Linked DNA regions of Pan troglodytes: region 1 is linked to region 2. Evidence: chromatin contacts called from public HiChIP or PLAC-seq data. All regions are on one chromosome and are shown on one strand. The core of a region is the stretch at or near the end of the contact, and the rest is flanking DNA. Distances in the headings are between cores, read along the strand shown. Region 1 holds the start of FKBP3 (FKBP prolyl isomerase 3). Region 2 holds the start of TOGARAM1 (TOG array regulator of axonemal microtubules 1).

What was found. HiChIP or PLAC-seq counts read pairs in DNA pulled down with a chosen protein or histone mark.
Region 1: a contact with region 2 is called in an H3K4me3 HiChIP or PLAC-seq map of stem cell-derived excitatory neurons, with 2.2 times the contacts expected there. The contact joins the promoter of FKBP3 here to the promoter of TOGARAM1 in region 2. A contact is called at or near these places in 1 of 7 Hi-C or Micro-C datasets (stem cell-derived neural progenitor cells) and 1 of 1 datasets of contacts at active chromatin or transcription factors (stem cell-derived excitatory neurons).

Annotation. Positions count from the first base shown.
Region 1 is chr15:43,210,927-43,215,447 of NHGRI_mPanTro3-v2.0_pri, reverse strand. It overlaps FKBP3 (FKBP prolyl isomerase 3), which reads left to right and starts at 2,063. Exons shown (of 7, transcript XM_509926.8): 1 at 2,063-2,301. The coding sequence starts at 2,194. FANCM (FA complementation group M) reads right to left here and starts at 844. Exons shown (of 23, transcript XM_509928.7): 1 at 110-844. The coding sequence starts at 617.
Region 2 is chr15:43,038,405-43,043,519 of NHGRI_mPanTro3-v2.0_pri, reverse strand. TOGARAM1 (TOG array regulator of axonemal microtubules 1) reads right to left here and starts at 2,182. Exons shown (of 21, transcript XR_010150936.1): 1 at 1-2,182. It overlaps KLHL28 (kelch like family member 28), which reads left to right and starts at 2,205. Exons shown (of 5, transcript XM_016926034.4): 1 at 2,205-2,575.

The sequences.
Region 1 (4,521 bases), core at 814-3,313, 170 kb before region 2:
AATGTTTTAAGAGGGAGGGCGTAAGATGCACATATTGTAGCTTGGGAACTATTCCACATGGGTCAGGAATTCCCAGCTCTTACTTCAAAATTAGTCCAGTCTAAGATACCTGTCATTTCGGCCATGTGGGATTGCGGGATACCCATCACCTGGTAGCAAGCCTCGATCTGCTGTGTCACCAAGGGTTTCGTTGGGGCCATGAAGACCACCTTTCCTGAAGGGAACCAGCGGTAGAAATTGTACATGACCACAGCGGCAATAAAGGTCTTTCCCAGTCCGGTAGGCAGACACGCCAGCGTATTGCAAAACAGAGCAGCCCGGGAAATGTGCAGCTGGTAGTCCCGCACTGGGCAATTGGTAGGGTAAATCCACAGGGCGCCCGCGGAGGTGCAGAACCCGCCATTCTCTAGACACAACTGCCGCTCAGCCTCGTACGCCGCGACAAGCAACACATCATCGTCCGACTCCAGCTGAGCCTCCGCTGCTGCTGGCAAAGGCGCCTTGGAGCTGCCAGGGCTCTGAGGTCGCTCAGTTCCGGAGCTGCAACCCGGAGTCCCAGATGATCGGGAGATACTTGAGCCCCACGTCTGAAAAAGCGTTCTTTGCCGTCCGCTCATTAGGCCGACAACCACCGAAGGCTTCTGTCAGATATCCGTAGCAGCAGCAGCTCAACCGCTACGGTTCCGATCCCCATCGGTTTCCTTCGCACAAAACTCTGGAACGAGAAGGCGGGACTAAGGCCATTTTATCCAGTTGAAAATGCCGCCACTGAGTTTCCGTTGGGAATGATTGGCTGGCTTCCCGGAAACCTTCACAGCCCTCCCGGAGACTCATGCGCATTATTAAGGCGTTACTCTAAATATGGTCCCCGGTGCAGTTCCGGTGTTTTGTTTTAACAAACTCTAAATTTAAGTTCCGTTTCCAATGATTAGATGGCTGGGCGTCATTGCTAACGTGATAAATCACTTAAAATGTTATAATAGAGATTTATTGTAAAATATTACATACCCGGGGACAATGGAATAGCCATCAATTTGGGAACTTAATGTTATTGAGCGTCTAACGTGCCTCATTCCTTGTACTTTTAAATCAGAATATAAAGTGAAAAGCAAAAATGTGTAGAAGGAATAATTTGTCTTATATCTCTATCTGGGCTGAGAAAACAAAATGCCAAGTCTCTTTTTCACCGCGCTGGGAGTGACAACCCATTATTTTAATATTTTCATTGTTTAAAGGGAAGTGAACCTGGTCTGGTCCAGCTATTCGTCAGAATTTTTTTTTTTTAATGCTCCTTGCAAAGCAGAGCTAACTCATAGGCAACATGCCCAGAGTCAGCCTAGATTTTTTTAAGTAAGGAGTCCTGATGTTCAACTATTAAATCTTTATTATAGATAAGAGCATTATAATAAACGTCGGTGTGCAATTATTCCACTCTAACGAAGATTTCTATCTCAAATAATTCCTGACTTCTCTCTAAACCTGACTTTGAGTAACCTCTGTAAATTTGTTTCCTCGTGTACTGAGAAAAAAATATACATCACAGAGTTACAAGCATTAATAATGTCATTCTCATCAGCAAGTGGCATCCTGAGTGCGGCTTCTTTATAAATTGTTTTATTTGTTCAAGTTTCTGAACTTCGTTTTGGACAAACTTTCTCGTATTTGTATGGGGGGAAGGGGATGGGCAGTTTGTATTTAAGTTTCGGTTGTGTGATCTTTAAAAGGGAAATGGTGGGATATGGGTTTTCGGATCGACAAGGACTGAAGCACTTCAGGTGTGACTTTTTAGGCTAGAACTAGATAAAACGAGATAAGGAGCCTGAATGCTGTTTTCTTTTAACAGGTTATAGACTGGACTTTAAAGGCATAGCTGCCTTAAATGTGGGTAATGGTTGATAAATGTCGCTACCATCAGAGGTCGCTTCACAAGGGGTCTAATTCAGAATCGAAGATCTCTAGCGGTCTTCTACTCAGTCGACTGCAGAGACGACCGCGGTAGGTTTTTCAACCCGGACTCAACAAAGAAGCCCTCATAGCACAGCCTTGACGTCACTCAAAGACAGGCCCCAATCCCGACTGCTAGAGCAGAGGCCCGCCCCTCGACCTCCGTGAGTGGCCACGCCCCGCCCTAGGGGGCGGGGCGATGCCGAACTGCGGCGGGCTGGCTCAGTAAAGCGGAGGCAGCGGGGGAAGATGGCGGCGGCCGTTCCACAGCGGGCGTGGACCGTGGAGCAGCTGCGCAGTGAGCAGCTGCCCAAGAAGGACATTATCAAGTTTCTGCAGGAACACGGTTCAGATTCGGTACCGGAGGCGTAGGGGCGGCCGGGCTGGTGCTGCTGAGGGACGCCTCACCCCCCTGGAGATGCCCATACATTCCGTATTCCTCTGTGCCCCCGCCCTCGTCTTCCCGCGGCCGGTGGCCTGGAAGGCCGGAGCGGCCCAGCTTGTGCTTTGGTGCCTCGCTCCCGCCTCTCGGGCGTTCTCTACTGGGGCAGGGGAGCAGCTTTATTTCTTGGGGCACACAGGCTGCAATTGTAGAGTTAGAACCTCATTGGGATCCTTGAGTGAGGGTGGAGGCCAGAAAAATAGGAACCCGAGAATATTGGGGGCTAGGGCGGAGAGGCCGAGGAATAGTGGTGTGGATGAGACTCCTGGGAGCGGGGCGCCGGCTACTAGGGAAATGGGAAGGGATGTGAAGATTTCTGTGGGAACGGTGTATCCAACTTGCTTTTCTCAACAGTTTACTAAATACTGAACATTAATACGTGTGATTTTTAAAAAATCCGTAGGTTGTGGTTTAAGTTTTGATTTAACATATCGACCCTTTAAATGACCTTTTCACCTTTATACTTTAAGGGAGCTACATGCACATTTCTCTTGTGCAGTGGTCTGTCATTGTTATAAACAGACTAAGAAATTTATTTGAAATGCTTTATACTGTAGGCTCTCCATTTGTCAGCATAGTCTCCATCTTAACCATCCGTCTATAGTCAAGTTATTTTTGTCACACTTGTTTTTCCTTTGGAAAATAAGTTCATTCATGCATCTGTTAAATTGCTGAAATAGTTGTGCACGCAGCATTCTCTTACAAGCGGCAGCCTGCTTGTGTTTTCTATACATTTTTTAAAATTCTAAACTTTTCTTTTAGAAAAACTGTTTCTGGGTTTTTTTGTTTGTTTGTTTGAGATGGAGTCTCTCTCTGTTGCCCAGGCTGGAGTGCAGTGGCGCGATCTCGGCTCACTGCAACCTCCGCCTCCCGGGTTCAAAGGATTCTCCTGCCTCTGCCTCCCGAGTAGCTAGGACTACAGGCGCGTGCCACCACGCCAGGTTAATTTTCTGTATTTTTAATAGAGACGGGGTTTCACAGTGTTAGTCAGGATGGTCTCGATCTCCTGACCTCGTGGTCCGCCCGCCTCGGCCTCCCAAAGTGCTGGGATTACAGGCCTGAGCCACTATTTCTGGGTTATTTTGAGAAGCTTATATTTTATTTTCATTTTGGGCGGGCGTCATGACAGGGAGATAGAAGAACTCTCCAACTTCCAGTGCCTTCTTCCTTAATTATTATCCTGGCATCCGCATCTTAGATTAATTTAGCAGATATTAATACAACATCTGTAACAAGAACTATTCTCAGTGTTTGGAGGTACAAGGGTGAAAAAGAAAGAACATGTGTCGGGGATCTTACCCCATTTTAATGGAACTATTTTCTCTTAAGCCAATTCGTATTTCATCTGAAACAATAGAATAGACATCATTAACATTTAATAATACCTCAGTCATGTACTTCATCCATCATATTCTTATGAAACAAATCATGCCATGTGGAATCGTATGTAAAACTGGGCCACGTGGAACAATTTCAACAGACTTGGATTATCAAAATGTTTTTATAACATATTAATCTTTTAAATGCATAGTCTCGGTCGGTCGTGGTGGCTCATTCCTGTAATCCTAGCACTTTCGGAGGCCAAAGCGGGCAAATCACTTGAGGCCAGGCATTCAGGACCAGCCTGGCCAATGTGGCGAAACCTCATTTCTGCTAAAAATACAAAAAAAATTAGCTGGGCCTGGTGGTGGGCGCCTCTAATCCCAGCTGTTGGGGAGGCTGAGGCAGGAGAATCGTTTCAACCCAAGAGGGGGAGGTTGCAGTGGGCCGAGATTGGGCCGCTGCACTCCAGCCTGGGCGACAGAGCTAGACTCTGCCTCAAAAAAAAATAATAATAATCTCCGGTGATCATTAACACTTAGACCTATACTTGACAATAATTATTTTATTAATCATAAGATATCAAAGAGATGTTTATGCTTTTATGCTTTGGGTATTTTCTGGAATCTTTAACAAGAAACCACCAGCATGCTAAAGGTAACTGATTACTTCCGTTTAGTCAACTTTGTCTCCTTTCCCCATCAGCTGTTATTTAGAACATATCTTTGAAAGAAAAAGAAAAAGAAAAAAAATACAATAGTGATAGTGTTAACTGTTAACTGCTAATAATGTTAACTGCTTTATCAAAAGCTTAG
Region 2 (5,115 bases), core at 933-3,432:
GCTCTGTGAGCCTTGGTAAGGTTTTCCTAGCCAATCTGGCCTGCACAGCATTCATCACTCCATCTCCATTATCTTGCAGTTCAACTGTATCCACAGCTTTAAAAAGGATGCTGGTTTTACCTGAGCCCATTGATGATGCCAATACGGCAAAAGCTTCTAAAGCTGCTTGGCGTACCCTGCGTTTGCTATCTACAAGAGCTGGGGCAAGATCAAAGGACAGTTTGGGCAAGTCAAAATCCTCACTAGGATAGGTCAGCAGGGAGCAGATGCAAATGTTCACCACCTCCTCTCTCACTCTGGAATGCTTATGTTTGAGATGTTCCAGGAGTAAACAAAGCACCTGCTGAGGTCCTACTTCCTTCATTAGCTTGAGGAAGATTTTCATGTATTCTTGTTTGATCACCAACTTGTTGTCCGCCAGCACTTTGACAGAAGCTGCTATAACTGGTCCCAAGAACTGCTGTACCTGCTCTCCAAGGCGAATAACCAGTAAATGCAGGACTTGAAGTGTGCCATGCACCACTTTGAAGTTAGAATCGTCTAACAAATTATACAGCAAACTAATGAAGCCAACAAGACTAGAATGAGGAGTAGAACTAGGGTTAAATTTTCCCAGCACCTGCTTTAGTTCTTCGACGGCCTGGGTCCGGTTCTTATAGTCTTCCTGATCCAATAATCGTGAATGCAGCTCCTGAGGAATAATCCCAAATTTAAGATTGCTGTTGGAAAGAGTCACTGCACAGGGAAGGGGATCTTCAGGAAATCCAGAGGCTTCAAGTTCCAAATAATAAGGAACCTGACTTCCAAACTGGGACTCCAGGCGGTGATTGTAGTGTCTCCTCAGGGCAGAGGGCAGACGAGAAATATAAGATTGAAACCTGTCTTGGCCAAGTCGCTCCCCAATTTGTTGAAGTGCGGAGAAAGCTGTCTCAGATTCTTCTTCTGTCTCCTGATCACCAAGCTTTCGGGCTAGGGATATTATCACCTCGGTGAGATCCAGACCAAGCAACAAGTCCTCAGTAGTAAGCAAGATGGGAAGCAGTAGTGCTGTGGAAGCTCTAAGTCGGGCATCGGTACTTTCCAGTCCTTGTTGTATAAGCGTTCTCAGCACCTCTCCAGAACTACGTTTCAGACATATATGAAGGATCTGCAGCGCATCTTTCCGCAGGGCTGGATTCTCTTCCCGTAACGAGACAACTAGTTGAGGCAAAAGTGCTAAGCTAAAGGCCTCTTCAAGCTGGCCTGCCTCCCCCTGACCCCGGAGAACGTCCGAGAGAAGTTGCAAGCAAAGCCGCTTCTCATCACTACCTCCTTCCACAAGCACTCGGCCCAGTGCCCGATACAAAGCTTCCTTGCGTCGGGGGAAGCCAAGTCGACCGCCCCGCCGCGGCAAAGCAGCTTGCAAAGCCTGAAAGGCCTCAGAAGGATCCGGGGCAGTGCGGAGGAGTTGAAGGAGCCGAGTGTCCTCTTCATCTCCCCCTGACAAACCGCCTCCAGACTCAGACCAGCTGCTTGAGACTGCCTCCGAGGGCATCAAGAGGGCCGAGGCCAGAGGCGAAGTTGTAGTGGGGCAGGAACCGTGGTCCCCCGCAGCTCCACGGAAGTAGTAGTTTTTCTCTCCTCTCATAATGCCCCCAACTCGACTATCATCAGTCTCTGGGGCGGAAGGACGACTGCGGCTCTGGAGCCGATAGGTAGAGAGGACTGGAAAGGGCGGCAGCAGAAGCAGCGCGGAGGGGGCAGCCGCCATGCAGGGTTGTCAGGTGGTGGTGGTTGGAAGAAACCATTGCTGTCTCCAAAGGGCTCGATGGAGCCCAGACTTCCAGATCCTCTCCAAGCCCCAAGCTGCAGAAGAGGCAAAAGAACAGCTTCAGCCTGCCGCCAGGCCGCCCCCAACTCCGGGAGGCAGCCTCTGGCAAAATGGCCCCCGTCTGAGCCCTAGACCCCACAGCTGCCACCGGGCGTAACCAAGGGCACCACGTGACCAAACCGATTGCTTCCATGGTGATGTACCCAGCGCGGACCTCTTGACCCGGAAATCCACTTGCCGTGATGAATGCTGGGTTATGTAGTCCACGTCAGGTGTTGAGACTAGGCCAAAGTCTCCTGGAAGAGGAAGTCAGAACGTTGTAAACGTAGCTACAGCGGAGAAGGGAGGAGGGGTGAAGACATTTGACGGATGTGACGCTTTCTTTGCTCTGGGCGGAAGTTGCCCGCCCCACCCGTAAGAGTTAGGGTTTGACCGGAGCTAGTGAGGATCCAGCCCAGGCTCCAGTTGTCCGCGGATCCTCCTCCTGTCGCTGCCCGTGTGATTACTGGGACTCAGGTATTTTCCTTTTGCTGTCCTCCAGCGGTGCAGGCTTTGGCAGTGTTTTGCCCGAATGCCACTGGTGCTAGAGTAAGAGGCAAAGGACTGAGCGGAGCAGGTGGAAAGAGAGGCGACATCTTCTTGTGCAGGGCTCGTCACCCTTGTAAACGCGTTACTCTCTACCACCCTGAGTAACTGCGATCCTTTCCTCTTGCCATCTGCTTATCAGGACAGAAGATCTGGACCACGGCCAAGCTCACAAATCGGGTATTTTTTTTTCAATTCCTGGTCTTTGGGGCCTTTATTCGCCTCCCCCTTCTCCTTTTGTCGACTTCTCTTAACCCTCCGGCCGCAGAGGGTTAAATTTTTTTTGTTTTTGTTTGTTTGCTTTTGGCAACGTTTCCTTACCCTCATCACTTTGCGTTTTCTTTACAACGTACATAATATGGAAATAGGTCTGTTTTTTTTCCCCTGTAGCTAACCGCCTCTCCCTTAGACGTTATCAAAATCTTTCCTTCTAATGCAGTTCCTCTGTGGGACTCTCCCCTAACCTCCGCCCCCTCGGTCTGCCGCCCTAGCCTCCCTGCAGGATCCTCAAGCGTCTCTGCAGCTTTTCAGTCTCCTAGAGACAGAGATTGCGAAGACAATTTCACTTGCGGTGGAAGTTCTTTTTGGCATCATGGTTCTAAGAGAATTCTGCCTTGTGGATTTAGGAATGATAGTAGACATTTATTTATTTTAGGCGAACTGAGAATTTTGTGTGCATTTTCTCCTTCTCATAAGTGATACTTAAACGGACACAGTGGAAGAGCTGGAGTGTCTAGTGTGAGCCTGAATGCTTTGGAGTGTGGAAGAGAGATTTTTTTTTTTTGAAGGAATAATACAATTACTTTTGAATGACTCGTGCGAAAAGTCTAAGTTATCATTTGAAGACCCAAATTTATGCACTTCAAATGCAAGTATTCCTACCCTGCTCTGTACCAGGTGGGATTTCTCTTAAATACTTTTTAAAGTCTTGGAATAAATGAGTCACATATGCCAAACAGCTTTATAAATAATGCTCCCAGCTGATGCAAGTGCAAAAATAATTTCTGGATTTTTGCCTTAAAGTACGATTTGAATATCAGTTTTGTTTTGTTTTGTTTTTGGGGGGTGGGGGTGGGGAATAGACTATTAATGTAAATGAGGCTGTGTAAATATACATCCTATGTTTTGGTTTAAATTCTAGGCTGTTACTTTGGTTTTAATGAGCCATTTTCGTGTTTAAATGAATCTGCCTAAATTAGGTTTAGCTAGCATGTTTCATTTTAGGGACAGGTTAAAGACAGGGAGGTGAAAAACAAGAAATGATTGTAGCAGTTGTCAATGAGAAAGTGTCTGGTTCTCACAGTTCCAACCTAAGAAGCTCAAATGTGTAGACTTCTAGTCATGTATTGCCCAGACTTGAGGAACCCAGTTCAAACTAACCTAGACAATGATGTACACATTACAGTGCCAGTTTATGTTGGATCAGAATTTTCAAGTTGAAAATCCAGTGCACTCTTTCTTGTATCCAAGAACTTGGGAAGCCAAGTTAATAACTAGAGGTTGTGTGGTAATCATGGAATCACAGAAAAGGAACTTCGAAAGTCTTAAATGAGAGACGTGGATACTTAAGCAGTTATCATGCCCTTTTCCTGGGAACAAAGCAAGATGAGTCTTCCTTTTGTTTCTTGTTTTTTTAGATCCCTGTGGATCACTATACATTACAGATTGCAATTTATTTTTTATCTGTTACATTTTGTCTCTTTGATTGAAGACTTAGAAGAGGCATTAGTCTCCATAGTGGATATTTAGGAAACGGGACTTCATCAGCATCACATCTTACTGATTATCTTTTAGAGTTATTTTGTGGAACATAAATCTCATTCATTGAGTGTGTATTCTTTTTATTACGAAGCAGATTTTTTTTAATCTTTGGAAATCTAGGAATTTCTCGTATATTGACTTAAAAAGCCTTTTGGATTTAATCATATAGAGAGAGAGTACAAATTTATAATCAATTTTTAAATAGTAGAATACACTATTAGGTGTTTTATTAATAGTACACCTCAGAAAGTTAAAAGGAAGTGGTTAAGGATACATTGAAAATTGCAAATTCAGCTAAAACAAGTTTAAAATTTCAATAATTTCAAGAATGTAGTTAAATTAGTGAATTATAGGAATGTGTGTGCTACATATGTTAATTTTTTTAGCTGAACTTAAGGGTAAACACAATTGCCCTAAAAACTTACTTTATTTCCAGAATCAGAGATAACACATTAGTTCCCTGGGCGAATCACTATGATTTTTCTGTGTTCTTACTCAAATTTTACAGACATCCAGGAATATTGAACGTCAGTGTGAATTCTGTAAACTATTAAGAATTTTGTGTAGTTTGAGAAGTTATTGTGAAGAAATGCTATGCAAATGAAAGTTGCTATTAATATTAACAAGCAATCATAATAATACCATGTTTTGAGTATTTGCTATGTGCCATGCACCATGCTAGGTACTTAGTAAATATTAACTCATTTAATCCTCACAAGAATTTTTTGAGGTTACATCTTCTACATTTGGACTATGGAACATTTTATGGGTGTTTCCACAAAAGAGTAATTGGACAGAGGAAGAAAGTAAAACTCACATTTGCTTAGAGCTTGGAGAAGGTTTTGGTGGAGGTCACTGTTGAAACTTTAGGATAAAATTAGATTTTTTCCATTATTATTCATATATTTTATTATATATCATTTGATTATATATTTTTTAATTTATTATTTTTTCTTTCA